Linked DNA regions of Ovis aries: region 1 is linked to region 2. The links are chromatin contacts, called in public Hi-C maps. All regions are on one chromosome and are shown on one strand. The core of a region is the stretch at or near the end of the contact, and the rest is flanking DNA. Distances in the headings are between cores, read along the strand shown. Region 1 overlaps IGF1R (insulin like growth factor 1 receptor). Region 2 overlaps IGF1R (insulin like growth factor 1 receptor).

Region 1 (6,902 bases), core at 4,091-6,590, 48 kb after region 2:
AGAAAATTTAGAAGCGTAGAAGTGAATTATTGAAAATTACCTGCCAGTAACCACTGTTAATATTTTGGTGCATTTTCTTGCAGTCTTAGTAAGAGAGAGTCTTTAAATATAGATCCCTGTATCTTAGGAACTAGGAATGCAGCAGAAGCAGTTCCTAGTGAGACTGAGAAAACATTGTTTGTTTAGTCATGCCCTTCTACTGTGGAGGCAGCGCTGTTGACAGAGCATATTAGAGATGTTCCCTGGATGTGTCCGCCTTAGCTAATTGGCAGTCTGGTGTTTACGATTTTACATTCTGTTAATCAGCCTGGGAGCTGCAGTCCTCAGGCTTCTAGAAACTGCCTTCTCCCCGCCTCGGGGGCCCATCCCAGGCATTGGGAGTTGAAAGCCACGCTTAGGGAAGCACGTTTTTGACCACGGGCAGGGATCCTGGGAGGCCTCGTGTCTCGGGGCACCAGGGAAGCAAGACCTGCGCTTAAGTGCTGTCCACACGGGCCTGCGAGAAAACATGCCTGTGCCCCTGTGACAAGGCGCGCAGTAACCCTGTCCCCCTGCCACAGATAACATCGCTTCGGAACTGGAGAACTTCATGGGGCTCATCGAGGTGGTGACGGGCTACGTGAAGATCCGCCACTCCCACGCCTTGGTCTCCTTGTCCTTCCTGAAGAACCTGCGCCAGATCCTAGGGGAGGAGCAGCTAGAGGGGTAAGAGCTCCGCGTTGCAGCAGCTGATGCTCTCTCGCCGCCACATTCGCACGCTGCCTTTAAGGTTTTCTCGTTAAAAAGAAGCAGCCGTGCTCGCAGTGGGGGCACCCTGCGTGGGGCTGCCTCCTCAGTCAAGATTCTGTCCATCCTCGTACCTGGGTCCTGACCCATCCAGGGATGGGTGTCTACCTGTGGCTGCCAAAGCAGCAGACGGGGACGCGGCGGGGACCAAAAGCTCCGAGAGGGGGGCTGAACAGCTCACCTCTCCATGAAACCATCGTCCCGGGCTCCTTGCCTCCCTCGGGATGCTGTGGTCCACTGCGTAAAAGCCATTCCACCTTTTCAGATGTGTTGGAATGCCAGAAATATGGAGGCGTATGAACAGTTCATTTTGTTACAAAGAAATCTTGATTCACAGAATTGTTGCTATTGATCAGCTCATGGGATTTGCGCTACTGATAGAACGTTTGCCTTCTGCAGAGATGGGCTTTGTGATAAGGGTTTTAGCTTCACCCAAGGCCATCCACCGCTTGAGGAATGAAAATGGGTGCTTCGACCGCTGTGCACACGTGGGCAGCTTCCCTCCCGAATTCCCCCTGGGTGTTCCTTTGCACGTGCGCTTCTCTTCACAGGCTCCCCTTCAAATATAATTCTTGCATTGCTTTAGGCTAATGCTTCGAAATAAAAGGAGACATCCATTAATGAGTTAACTCCTTCTAAAGAGAATTTGGGGAAATAATTTAGGAAAGCGAGAGGTGGGAAGGCCATGGGAAAGGTTGTCTTTGCTGATTTATGTGCCCCGATGGATAAAGTTACCACATAAGGGTTTCCTTACAGCCTTCCTGCTTTTCTCAGACTCACTCTCAGTCAGTCTTAAATTCTTAAAATTCCATCATCTGATATAGCCAAAGAGAGGGGGCAGCACTTCATTCCATCCCTGAAAAGCACACTGTCCTCCCCGCTGGGAACCCTGTTTCTTTAGAAACACGTCTTTTTCCTGGTGAATCCACCGAGGCTGCCGCTGTGCCCAGCCCGATGTCTCAGGTCACCAACATGGCAAGCCGAGGCTCTGCCAGTTTGAGGTGATGGTTATTGTTGGTTGTAGTAAATTTTAAAATGGATTTTAGCACAGCTATTTTCCTTTACCTCCAAGTAGGTTTTTCTGAAAACTGTGGTGGTGGTAAGCACCTTTTCTTTAGCCTATTGATCCCTGCAAGTTTTCCTTCTGCTTGAGGATACACTTTTTCCCCCAGGTTGAGCAAGTGATATAGATAGAGGGGAGAGCTAGCAGGAGAGTTCAATTAATTTTTATTAGGAATTATTACATGACATGATTACCTGTCAGTTGTGTGTTAACTAAAAGTATTAGGCACTCAAGTGTAGCTGAAATTAAAGTGTGATTTTTATTTGCAAAAATATTTATGACGTATTTCTTATTATCTGAATCTTGTGTGTAGCCTGAAGCCCCAGTGGGGTCTTCTTACAGATAGATGCATATCATCTTTTAGGTGTGTGGGCCACTTCCAGGCTCAGCGAAGCTTCAGGCCTCGCTTGATCTTCGTACTTTATTTGTCAGGGGATGGCAGTGGTGAGCCTGCTGATCGTCAGTAGCCCTGGTAGCCCTGAGGAGACTGAGCGTCCAGCCGTGGATTTCTTCCTGCCGTTGCTGGGGGCCTCTCTCTCTAGCTGGAGCACTTGGGAACCGAGCTTCTCTTCACAAGAGCTGTGTTCCTTTGACTGCCTTCCTCACCCATGACCAAAATGGTCTGGGGAACCTTGCTTGTGATGAGTGCCCCTGCGTCTGGCTTTGGATCGGGTGTGACCAGTAGCAACTCAATTCTGTATTTCTCCTCCTCAGACTTAGGAAGGAGGTTAGGTCCAGCCTCTTCACCTGCTCCTCTCACTCCTATAGGAAGAGTCACACAGATACAGAGAACAAATGCGGGGTTACCAGCAGGGGAGGGGGAAAGGGGTGGGGAGTATAAGGATAGGCGATTAGGAGGTACAAACTATTACGTATAAAATGAGCTACAGGAATAAAATGTACAACACAGAGAACATAGCTGATCTTTTAGAATAACTACAAATGGACTATAACCTGTAAAAACTGTGGGGATTTCCATGGTGGTCCAGTGGTTAGGAATACAGGGGATGCAGTTTTGATCCCTGGTCACGGAATTAAGATCCCACAAGCCACGTGGTGTGGCCAAAAAAGTGAACCGTAAAAACTATGAATCACTATATGTACACCTAAAACTACAAAGAATGCACAGTAAACTTTAAAAAGAGCCAATCTTCCACTCAAACCTTAAAAAAGAAGGGAAAGGAAGAGTCAATGAATGCCAGCAGTGCTGAGTGAACTTTGCAGAGAGCCACAGGGAAAGAAAAGGAGCATGCCATGGGCATCACAAAGAGTCCGATTTCTGATGAAGAAAGATCAGACAGGCTTCTGAGAAGAGGTGGCTTTGGAGACGGCCTTGGGGGGTTTCCGGAAACGCTCAGAGAGCAGAGGGTGAAGAAAGGCGTTTCAGGCCAGCAGCAGCAGAGGCAACGAGCTGGGGCGTCCTGGGACCTGTTTGGCAAAAAATGCTGGAGAGGTAGGTGGCATTAGGATTACGTAAGCTGCTATGCATCCAGGTGTGGAGGTTCTAATTTGGATAGGCAGTGGAGCCTACTCAGGACGTTTGAGTTACCCGAGTGTTAGTAGAACCTTTCACTTCCATGTGCTTTTGCTGTAAGCCAGGATGACTTTTACCCCAGGGGTTCCCACACTTTGCAATATATAAGAGTCATCAGGGGCTTTTAAGGAATCCTGATGTGCAAGCTGTAGTCCATCCCAATTCATTCAGAACCTTTAAGGGTGGGATCCAAGCATCAGTGCTTTTCTAAAGATTGCCAGGTAATTTCAGTGTGTGGCCAAATTGGAAACCGCTGCTTTACCCCTTTATTTCTTCTTCTCATAAGCATGTCCCCAAACTTTGATTTTTTGCCTAGATATTTTCTTGTCCCACTGTTGTCTTAAAGTATGATTTTTCTTATACCTCTCATGACCAAATAAGTGCTTCCACTTGGTCCACTGGGAAGAAAGTTTTACAGCCTTTTGTTTTGATGCTGGACAGACAGATTGGTAGTACATACATCCTTTTTATGTCTCACCCTTTGCTTTCCAAACTGCAACTGAGACCTGTCCCCAAATGTCTCCTGAGTAGCCCAGACTACAAAGTCAAGTCCAGAATGTGAAATTCAAGAGCGTTACCTGGAGTAGACCTCTTATTCCTCACTCAGAGTGAGCTGATTCTAGAATCTGACGTCCAGGACCGTGATGGACACGGCAAAATCACATGGGAACAGGTGGCAGGGCTGCTTGTCTCTGGATAAAGGGGCCAGACAACATAGGCAGTCTAAAGTTAAGCCAGCAGAATTCAGGTGGCCAGCACTTCCTTGAGGACATCACTCTGTGTAAGGTGGTGTGTTTCTGGAGCCTTAGACATGAAGACCAAAGTTCTGCTGTTTTGGAAGGAAGTGAATTTTGGAATACACATGTACAAGATTTCTATGAAATGGCTAATTTGTAAGCCCTTGAAAAAGAAGATATTTCTGTTATCTGAAAAAATTTTGAACAACCCTGTTTTGTGATAGCATCAGATAAATGAGTTAAAATCTCAGATTTGTTGGTGCCACCTAGGATAGTCGCCCTGAAAAGAATAAGAGTTAGACGGAGGTGGTGGGTTATAAGGATCGGAGTCTTGGATGCAGTCAGGCGTCTCTACTCAAGTCTCTACCACTCGGCTTTGCAACGCTCTGTGCTTTGTCCTATCTTCTTGCAACTCTAAGATTAGGTTGCAACATGGCTGTACTTTAACACGTCTTTGGCACTTCCAAAAAATGTACACTCAGTCGTGTGACTCAGCAGTTCCAGGATCTACCCCAGTATCTACCCAAGAGAAACGAAAACATGCCCCCACAAGACTCATAGGCGTATTATTCATGATACCATCCCCCCTCGCCCCACAGCAAATAAAAGCCCCACTGGAAGCAGTCCAAATGTCCATCAGCAGATGAGTGGATAAATAAAACGTGGCGCAATGGGCTCCTGCCCAACAATAGTGTCACAACAGGAGTGAACCTCAGAAACATCAGGTTCAGTGAAAAAAAGCCAGACACGAGAGACTCCACGTTGTAGATTCCATTAATGGGTGATTTCTGGAAAAGGGAAAACTGTGGAGACAGAAAGCCGTGAAGGGCTGGGGGTGGAATCAGAGGTTGAGCACCACTGGGAACGAAGAGCTTTGGAAGTGCTGAGAGCGAGGAGGGGTGGAGAGGCTCCGACACTGCCTCGTGGGGATGGCTGCACCCCTGTGTGAGTTTACTGAGCTCCGGAACTGTAAAAGCTTACAATGACTGGATTTTTTGGGTAGATAAATTATACCTCAGTAAAGCTGTTTTTAAAACACTCAAAGAGGAAACATTTTTAGAGTATCTGTTTGGTTCTAGAGACACGTGAATATAAATTCCTACCCTTGCTGAACCCCTGAGGCTGGTGTAAATATTGAACTTCGGAGGAGATTTGGACGTAGTCGAAAGCAGTCTGTTGCAAACGACGGATTAGAGGCAGCCTCTGTGCAAAGACCAAGCCCTCCATCGGCTGCGGAGTGCTGGAGACAGCCTCCATGTGCTGGGTTCTGATGCCCCCTAGAGACCGCAGGGAAGAGGCTGCGGTTTTTTTCTCTGAGAAATAAAGGGAATGGTGATTGCTTTTTTCCAGTCTGTCAGTGAAGTTTGGAAACGGGGAGAGTGTTCATTCCTGCCCCGCCCTCCCCCCAGCCCCATCTGTCCCAGCTGGGGAGAAGCTGAAGAAATGCTTTGCCTAGAGTTGCTGCCTAGTAAGACTGGAGATGACGCTCCAGCCCTGGACCTGGCGTTGTCTTCTAAGTACGAGGAGAATCCCCAGCGCTGTACCTTCCTCTGCTTCCTGGTCCTTCCTGCCCTTCATCTGAGCAGGCGGGGAGGTGGTGGTGGTGACAACTCAGAGGAAAGAGAGCCCTGAGACTGGGGCCATACAGAAAACAGGCGTACAGTATGCGCTGGGCATGTAGAATGTTGATGCAGGTAATATGTGGATGTCTTCAAGGAGATAACCTCCCATGGGGGCCCCCCCTCCAAGCATAGGAACAAACATTTTTTGCAACGATTAAGAAGAGCTAAGGACAGGACACTAACACAGATAAAATCCAGGCACCACGGAGTCTGCGTAAGGGACAGAAAAATAACCAGATAGTTTTTAAAAATACATTTTGAATGTGAAGGCAGTCATCTTAGAAACAATTAGGAAATCACATTTATGGAACAATTGAGTTAAACAGCCAGTTCCTTTAGGAAACAATAAAATCTAAGTGTGTTTATGTGAGTGTTGAAGATGTGCAGACAAGTTTCTGCCTTTTCCTACCTCTTAATCCTCACCTGATCTTGGCAGGAATGTGAGGGCAGTGGGGCGCCAGCTGTGGCTGGGAAAACAAGAACAGTATTGACGGGCAGCTCGTGAATGGCTTGGTTATTATTGTGAGGAGGGTTTTATTTTTATTTTCTGTCGCTTACTCCAGCTCCATAACGACCGGGTTTTATTGATATTGGTATCCTGGCTCCAGGCCTTCTCAGTGTTGTTAAAAAATGTTTATGTTTACTGTAGAAAGATAATCTCGCTTTTCAAAGTGATTAATCACATACACAGAATTTCAGTGTGCCTGCCATTCATTTGTCAAATTCCTGATTTATAATTCATGCTCCCTCCCCTGGGGAGAAGATGTTTTGTTCAGAAGGTATTTTCGGTCGGGTTATGTTCCCTGCTAGTGAAATTAGTTTACTAAAATAAAAGCCTCATCTTAGGTTGAGTCAGAAGTTTGACCTGGGTAATTGGCCTTTACTCCCGGCTCAGAGGTTTCTGCACCAACAAGGAGATTTTGTCCCTAGCGGTTCCGACCTGGGCGCCTGGGAGCCGCCAGACCCACAGGGTTTGTGTTGACACCTCAGAGCATCCTTCAGAGCTGGGACTAGCCCGACGGCCCGTAATGGCAGGCATCCGACTCCACCTGCGGACACCCCTCCTCCAGGCAGCGGCCCCAGCAGCCTGGCAAGGGAGGATCAGACACAGGGAGGAGGGGCATGGGGAACACCCGCCCGCACACGTGGCCTTGTGTTGC
Region 2 (7,140 bases), core at 3,293-5,792:
AAAAGGAAATACACGTAACTATTAAGCAATGGAAAAAAAAAGTTTTAATCTCACTCATAAAAAATGGAAATTAAAACAACACAGAGATATCATTTTTTTTTTTACCTCATATTGGAAAAAATTCAAAATGTTTGATAACACACATTGTTGGCAAACCTGCAGGAAAACAGCCCCAAGTTGCTGGGAGGACTGCAAAATGGTACTGTCTCTGTGGAGGGGAACTGGGCAGTATCTCTTGTTATAAATACATGTACCCTTTGACTCAGCAACTTTGGGAGGGGCATTTACCCCATACATACTTACACACATGCAAAGTGACTATTGTGCAAAGTTATTCAACTGTTTGGAATAGCAATAGATGGAAAATAACTCAAATATCCATCCACGATGTAATAGGTAATAAAGGTTTTCCCTGGTAGCTCAGACAGTAAAGAATCTGCCTGCAATGCAGGAGTTCAGCTCAGTTCAGTTGCTCAGTCGTGTCCAACTCTCTGCGACCCCATGAATCGCAGCATGCCAGGCCTCCCTGTCCATCACCAACTCCTGGAGCTCACCCAAACTCATGTCCATTGAGTCGGTGATGCCATCCAGCCATCTCATCCTCTGTCGTCCCCTTCTCCTCTTGCCCCCAACCCCTCCCAGCAACAGAGTCTTTTCCAATGAGTCAACTCTTTGTATGAGGTGGCCAAAGTATTGGAGTTTCAGCTTTAGCATCATTCCTTCCAAAGAACACCCAGGACTGATCTCCTTTAGAATGGACTGGTTGGATCTCCTTGTAGTCCAAGGGACTCTCAGGAGTCTTCTCCAACACCACAGCTCAAAGTCATCAATTCTGTGGCACTCAACCTTCTTTGTGGTCCAGCACTCACATCCATACATGACTACTGGAAAAACCACAGCATTGACTATATGGACCTTTGTCGGCAAAGTAATGTCTCTGCTTTGTAATAGACTGTCTAGATTTGTCATAGCTTTTCTTCCAAGAAGCAAGCGTCTTTTAATTTCATGGCTGCAATTACCATCTGCAATGATTTTGGAGCCCAAAAAAATAAAGTCTATCACACTGATTGCATTGTTTCCCATCTATCTGCCATGAAGTGATGGGACCAGATGCCATGATCTTAGTTTTCTGAATGTTGAGTTTTAAGCCAGCTTTTTCACTCTCCTCTTTCACTTTCATCAAGAGGCTCTTTAGTTCTTTTTCGTTTGCTGCCATAAGGGTGGTGTCATCTGCGTATCTAAGGTTATTGATATTTCTCCCGGCAGTCTTGATTCCAGCTTGTGCTTCATCCAGCTTGGCATTTCATATGGTTTACTCTGCATATAAGTTAAATAAGCAGAGTGACAATATACATCCTTGATGCACTCCTTTCCCAATTTTGAACCAGTCTGTTGTTCCATGTCTGGTTCTCACTGTTGCTTCTTGACCAGCATATAAGTTTCTCAGGAGTCAGGTAAGGGTATTCTCATCTCTTGAAGAATTTTCGTTTGTTGTGATCTACACAGTCAAAAGCTTTAGCATAGTCAATGAAGCAGAAGTAGATATTTTTCTGAAATTCTTTTGATTTTCTCTGATCCAATGGATGTTGGCTATTTGATCTCTGGTTCCTCTGCCTTTTCTCAATCTCTTACTTGAGTGAAAGGCAAAAATAAAAACATTCATATTTGTCAAATACTGTAAGCAAAGTATGGGAAGGCAGATTCTATGTTGTATCTGATATACTAATATATATATATTTTTTTCATTTCTGAGCTACAAAGTTGTTACCTATGCCAGACTTTTAAAAAATTTTTATTGTTGAAAGTGCTAAGTTTGTCAATAATAATTTCCCCTGCCCCACCATTAATCTGTATTTGTTGGGGAAATTTATATAATGGATGATACATGTAACATGTTACACAGGGAGCAAAGAGGGACCCCTGGTTCCAGCTGCAGAATCTGGGATTCTCAGGACGACGGGGACTCCTCGGGTCAAGTGGGGCCCCAGAGCTTAGTCCTGTCCCTACCTTGTATGGTTCCGTGAGTGTCAGACTGAGGGTTCTGAGGCAAATCCTCCCAGAAAACTCATCTTCCTTTGCCTGAATGTGCTGCTGAGTGGAGCCTCCTATACTGTCCGTTGCTTTGGCTTGAGGTCCGCTGGAGATGAGGTTGTGAACCCAGCAGATGAAAAAGAAGACAGACTATACAGCCAGCAAGTGGGTAATCAGATAGGAAGGATGGTAGTTAAATCTCATGATGAAAATGAAGCAGGTCTGTGTAATAGTGGCCAGGAGGTGCGCGTGGTGGGGGTGGAAGTGGCATCTGAGCAAGAGAGCTGAAAGGGCAGGAGGAGCCCGCCCACAGTCAGACTAGGCGGGGTCTTCAGGGAGAGGCACTGGGGAAGGACCCTGTGGCGGAGCCAGCTTGAAAGTGTGTGCACTGTCACGTCTGGAGACCAGAATGGACCGGTCTATGGACACCTGGTGGGGAGGAAAGCACTTTGTGGATTTGCCTTTCAGTTCTTGGTTCTTGCGTACACCACGCCAGCTGTCGGACTGTCCTTGTGTCCCGGCCAGGCGGAGAGAGGAGCAGATACCTGGAGGCCTCTCTCTCTGAGATGCTCTGGGGGAAGGGGTGGCAGGAGCTGGTGAAAGTTCTGCGCAAGGTAGGGAGCATTTTTTAGGCTGAAAAAGAATTTGCCTCTTCTCAGGAGGACAGAAAAGGGCCTGAGTGGCAGAGGAGACGGCATGAACAGCTGCGTGTGTGCAGAGAACCATAGAGGGACAGAACTGCCAGGGCCTCCACCTTGGGGGTCGGGGGTTGAACGAGTACGTGTCAGCCAGACGCCAGCTCCGAAAGCACGCGCTAAGTGAGCTGGGGGCGGAGAGAGGCTGAGGACCGTGTGCAGAGGTGCGCAAGTCCAGAGCATGCTTATCGCAGGCCTGCATCTCCGTACACATCAGAAGCCGACACCACTTTTGCCCTCGGGAAGTTCAGTGTCTCACCAGGCGGCCAGAGCTGCGATCCTAGTCTGCACGCAGTATTGGCCAGGCCATCAGGGGCACTGAGAGGCGCGGGAGGCAGGGGCGGGAAGCGGTGGAGAACAGCGGCCTCTCCCGGGCTGGCAGGGGATAGCACAGAAGGCGCAGACTGAGTGAAGGGCGTGAAGGGTGTGTATGGAGGGCACTGGGGCCTGCGACCGGAACCGAGTGCCCCAAGGGAGGTTGGTTGGAAGGAAGGAGGCTGCAGACCTGGGGGCTGGGTCTAGGGTGGAAAGGACGAGGGCACTAACTCCACGCAGCAGGCAGTGGGGGCGAGGCGCTCTTGGAGCAAGCAGACAACAGAGGCTGGCAATCCGTGGAGCCGGGGGCGTGTGTGTGCGGGGGGGGGGGGGGGGCGGTGATACAGAGGACCCCCAGGTTCACTCTTAAGTTCCGTCCTGCCAAGAGCCCTTTGTATCTTTATTTTTAAAGCTCTCCAGCAGTCTGGCTGTCTGGCCACGGGTGGCAACATGGCTTACCATGAGAGTGTAGAGTCAGCAGGCAAACAAGTGTTCTGGAGATCCCTCTGGTGTCCAGCTCCCCCCACAGGCCCCCGCCCCCTTCCCTTCTCCATCAGCTCCCGGAGGCCTCTCTGTGGACTCTCTCTCCCAGGAAGGTAGTGTCTGGAGACCTCTGTGTTGATCGTGCCCCTCCTGGAAGCAGCCCCAGGAGCTGCCGGGCTTGGGGGAGCAGCACCTCCATGCTGAAAGCTGCCGATTTTCTTGCTGAGGTCCCAGGAGGATGGTGAGGACAGGAGGAGGAGTGGATTGTGATTCAAGGCAAAGTAGAGCAGGAGTTACCTTGGCATGCGTGCAATATCCTGGGTGAACTACCCCCTCTATGGAAAATGCAAGTTAACTGTTTATTTCTTGTCAAAGGAGCTTAATACAACATCATCTCAGTTTCTTTTTATATGTATGTTTCCAAACACGGTCAGCCCTGAGTGAGATCACAGCTCCAAAAACTTGTGATGAAAAGGTCTAACAAGGCGTCTAATTCACCTCTGTGAAGGGCACATTATGTAAGCAAACAATTTTTAGTACCAGGGTTTAAAATCACTTCTGCAGAGACAAAAGTATACACTGTGGAGGGAGGGGGAAGAGGGAGAGTCAAGTGAATCGGCCCTCGCCCGTTCCCTTTTGGGAGTTTTTAAGTTGTAGGAAGAAAAAGGAGAGCGAGAATTGTGGAAACAAAACCTTTTTGGTTTTCCACTGAACAAAAATGATGGGAGGATGCAAGTCAGCAGTTCTCGCCCAGGGGATCTAAAGGGCGCCCACTTGTGTCTGCTTTTCTGGGGGGCCCTCGGCCGTCTTCCCGCCGCGGGTTCCTTTTGTCTCAGGGCCGCCCGGGCTCGGGACGAGGACCGGAGCAGCGGGCATCCCGCGCCCTCCCGGCTGCGGTGGACCGAGGTTGTTTACTACTTTCCACTCCGAGTGGCACGCCAATCACGAGGACCCGCCCTCCCCACCGCCCAATCGGCTCGCTGGGAAAGTCCACCGAGCCAGGGGCCCGGGCGGTGACTGGCTGGCACGGCCGTCAGTCAAGCGCGCATCCCGCAAGGATGCGGCGGGAGTGTTGAGGCAGCGATCAGCAGAGCGGAGGAGGAGTAACCTTCCCCATAAACAAGATGTGCGCCCCCCTCCAATAAAACGGGGGTGCGGGCGCCGAAGCGTAACCCAGCCCTGGGGCCTCAGCGAAGCCGAGCGAGCGGCGCGCGGAGCCGGGGAATCCCTCCCTCCCTCCGCTCGGCCTCCCGCCCACCGCCGCAGTTGTAAACACGTTTCCCTCCGTGGCTGTTTTCCTTCTCGCAGTGGCCATTACAGGCTGCTGTTTACCAGAATCTCGCAGGGCATGGGCGGCCTTCTGGCCCCAGTCCTCCATTGCCCGCGCCCCCCTGCCCTCATGCCAGCCTCTTTCTTTTCCCTCTGGCTAATCGTGCAGACTAAAGGAGGCTGGGTTACCATCAGGCTGGTTTTCCTTTGATTCCTGCCCATGTGGGACAAGTCACGCTTTGTCAACATGCACCATTTTCTGCGGCGATCGTGCTTCCTTTTTAAATTGCGTGCTTGGGCTAGACGGATTTTGGTTAGGAACACTGCACACGAAACTGGCGCAGCTCTGGAAGGACTGGGTGGGTTTTTGGTTGTTGTTGTTGTGACTGTTTTGGGATGCTTGGAATGCTCTTGTAATTCTGCGTTTCCTTCCAAAACGGGTCTTGAATCTCTCACCCACTAGTAGGTTTGAGATCTGTTGCTATACCATCACCAGCAGCACACGCAAGAAAGACAGCATTGTGTTGAGCTCAATGTTTTTGTACCTTCCTCTGTGGTCTGAATCAGGTTTCCCATTTCCAGCTGCACAATGTGGTTGTATTCAGTGTGATAGGGGCGTAGTGGACAGGAATTATTTGTGACAGGGCTGCCTGGAAGATGCGGACTGGAGTTTGCGCGGCCGGGAGCAGCTTCAGTGTCTGAAGCTTCTCTGTTACGCTACAGAGGCTCTGAGCAGAAAACGCAGGCAGAATGGCAAAATCCAGCAAGAGCATGTGGCATTCGGTTCAAAAATGCCCCGCCCCGCCACCTTTTTAGGAGCCGCTGTTCCAGATGATATCCAGTCTTGCTTAACGATTCTTTTCAAAAGAAAGGAAGAGTGCTCTATAAAGAGAGCTTGTTTTGGGACATTTTGTGAGAAGCCCCGTCAACAGTAAATAAATGATTTTGAGGTTCTGGTTTGCTGAGTGATTAGGCCTCCTTCGGGCCTGAATCACAGTCACAGAAAGCCTCTGCTTCTTGGTTTATAGTAACTGCAGAAACACAGCAGAGCTGTAGCCATGGGGCGAGCCATGTCAGCCCTGCAGCCTGTGTACTTTGTCAGCAGTGGGGCGTGTGAGGTGCTTACCGGGAATGAAAGGAGGGGAAGATAACACTGCAAATATAAATATAAGGAATGGTACGTGGTGGTCGTCATGATTTGCAAGAGCAGCTTCCAGGCCACTTAAACCCTAGGAAACATGTCCCATTTCAACTTACCCATCCCATCCGATTTGGATTTCCCTGTCTCTCTCCCCCTGTTCTCGCTGTCCCTTTGTACTCCGCAACGAGGATAATTTTCCTGAGAGGAGGGGTCTCAGGGCGCTGTGGGTTGGGAGAGGGGCCAGGGCAGAGTTCCGCCCAGCCTTGGGGCCCCTGAGGTTCTGGGTGGCATTGTCGCCCCACCGTGTGAAGTTTCAGACAGGGCGAAGGCAGGCAGAGAGGCACTGCAGTCTCAGGCAGGGTGCTGTCACGCTCTGAGCCCCCGCTTTGGCCCTCCTAAGCTCGCGGGGGCCATTCCTTTGTAAGCCTCGGTGTCCCCCCGGGGTGAGATGGAGAGAGTAACGCCCCGCGCAGGCTTGTGAGGCCTAGGGAAGCTCCCCAGGAAACGTGCCTGCCTCCCTGCGGGGCCCCTGGAGGTGCCCAACTGGCCTCTGCTCAACCCTCCTTCTCGTGGCCCCTTCCCGCGGGCCTCCTCCTGGTTCGGAGTGGCACGCTGAGCTCATCTTTTGCTGGCTTTCTCTGTCACCTGCTCTTGTGGCCAGGTCAGCCTGTTCGTTTTTCCATGCCAACAGCCTCTCCGTGCCAGTAAGTCACGTCTGAATAACCAAAGCCTGTTTCCCTGCAGGAGGACGCCAGGGCAGGCGGGTCGGGAGCCAAGCGGCTGTCTCCTGTTCAGATAGAGCGGGGGCTGGGAAGAGCAGGAGAGCCCTGGCGGCTCTGCCGACCTCGGTGGAGGTTTGGAATCACCTTTAATCCCACCCCAGGGTCAGGTTCCCCGGGGCCCGCCCGGAGCTCGTGCTGATCTGGCCGTAGCCCTCCCCGCACCCACCTCCAGACCCCTCAGCGCCCCTGGCTGGGTGCGGCTCCCGCGGCCACTCCTGACCAGCCTCCCCAGTTCTGGGTGCCCCCCAGGCCCACCCAGTCCAGCTTCCAGAGCCGGCTCCAGCCCGCCCCTCCCCGCGGCTCTGGCCTCTCCCCCTCTCCCCCTGTGAGCCTCATCCTCAGCACCTGGGGACCCCCACGCTGGCCTGGGTTGTGTCCTCCAGGGCCTCGGGGGTGTCTTTTACTTTCACGGCATCCCCCAGCC

What was found. Hi-C and Micro-C count contacts between places; a contact is called where the count stands out from the background.
Region 1: a Hi-C map of tail adipose tissue shows a contact between it and region 2, with 2.7 times the contacts expected there. The contact joins two enhancer-like sites. A contact is called at or near these places in 4 of 16 Hi-C or Micro-C datasets (hypothalamus, skin fibroblasts and tail adipose tissue).

The regions. Positions count from the first base shown.
Region 1 is chr18:7,445,166-7,452,067 of ARS-UI_Ramb_v3.0, forward strand. IGF1R (insulin like growth factor 1 receptor) reads left to right here. Exons shown (of 21, transcript XM_027957015.2): 5 at 561-705. Among named protein-coding and RNA genes, the nearest start is that of PGPEP1L, 130 kb to the right of the region's middle. Within about 2 kb of position 5,341, at least 24 of the 54 cell types and tissues checked have an H3K27ac peak or open chromatin away from gene starts, as enhancers often do. A contact at or near this core is called in hypothalamus and tail adipose tissue, where this site is marked.
Region 2 is chr18:7,397,664-7,404,803 of ARS-UI_Ramb_v3.0, forward strand. All of the region lies in intron 2 of IGF1R (insulin like growth factor 1 receptor), which reads left to right. Among named protein-coding and RNA genes, the nearest start is that of PGPEP1L, 180 kb to the right of the region's middle. Within about 2 kb of position 4,543, at least 46 of the 54 cell types and tissues checked have an H3K27ac peak or open chromatin away from gene starts, as enhancers often do. A contact at or near this core is called in hypothalamus and tail adipose tissue, where this site is marked.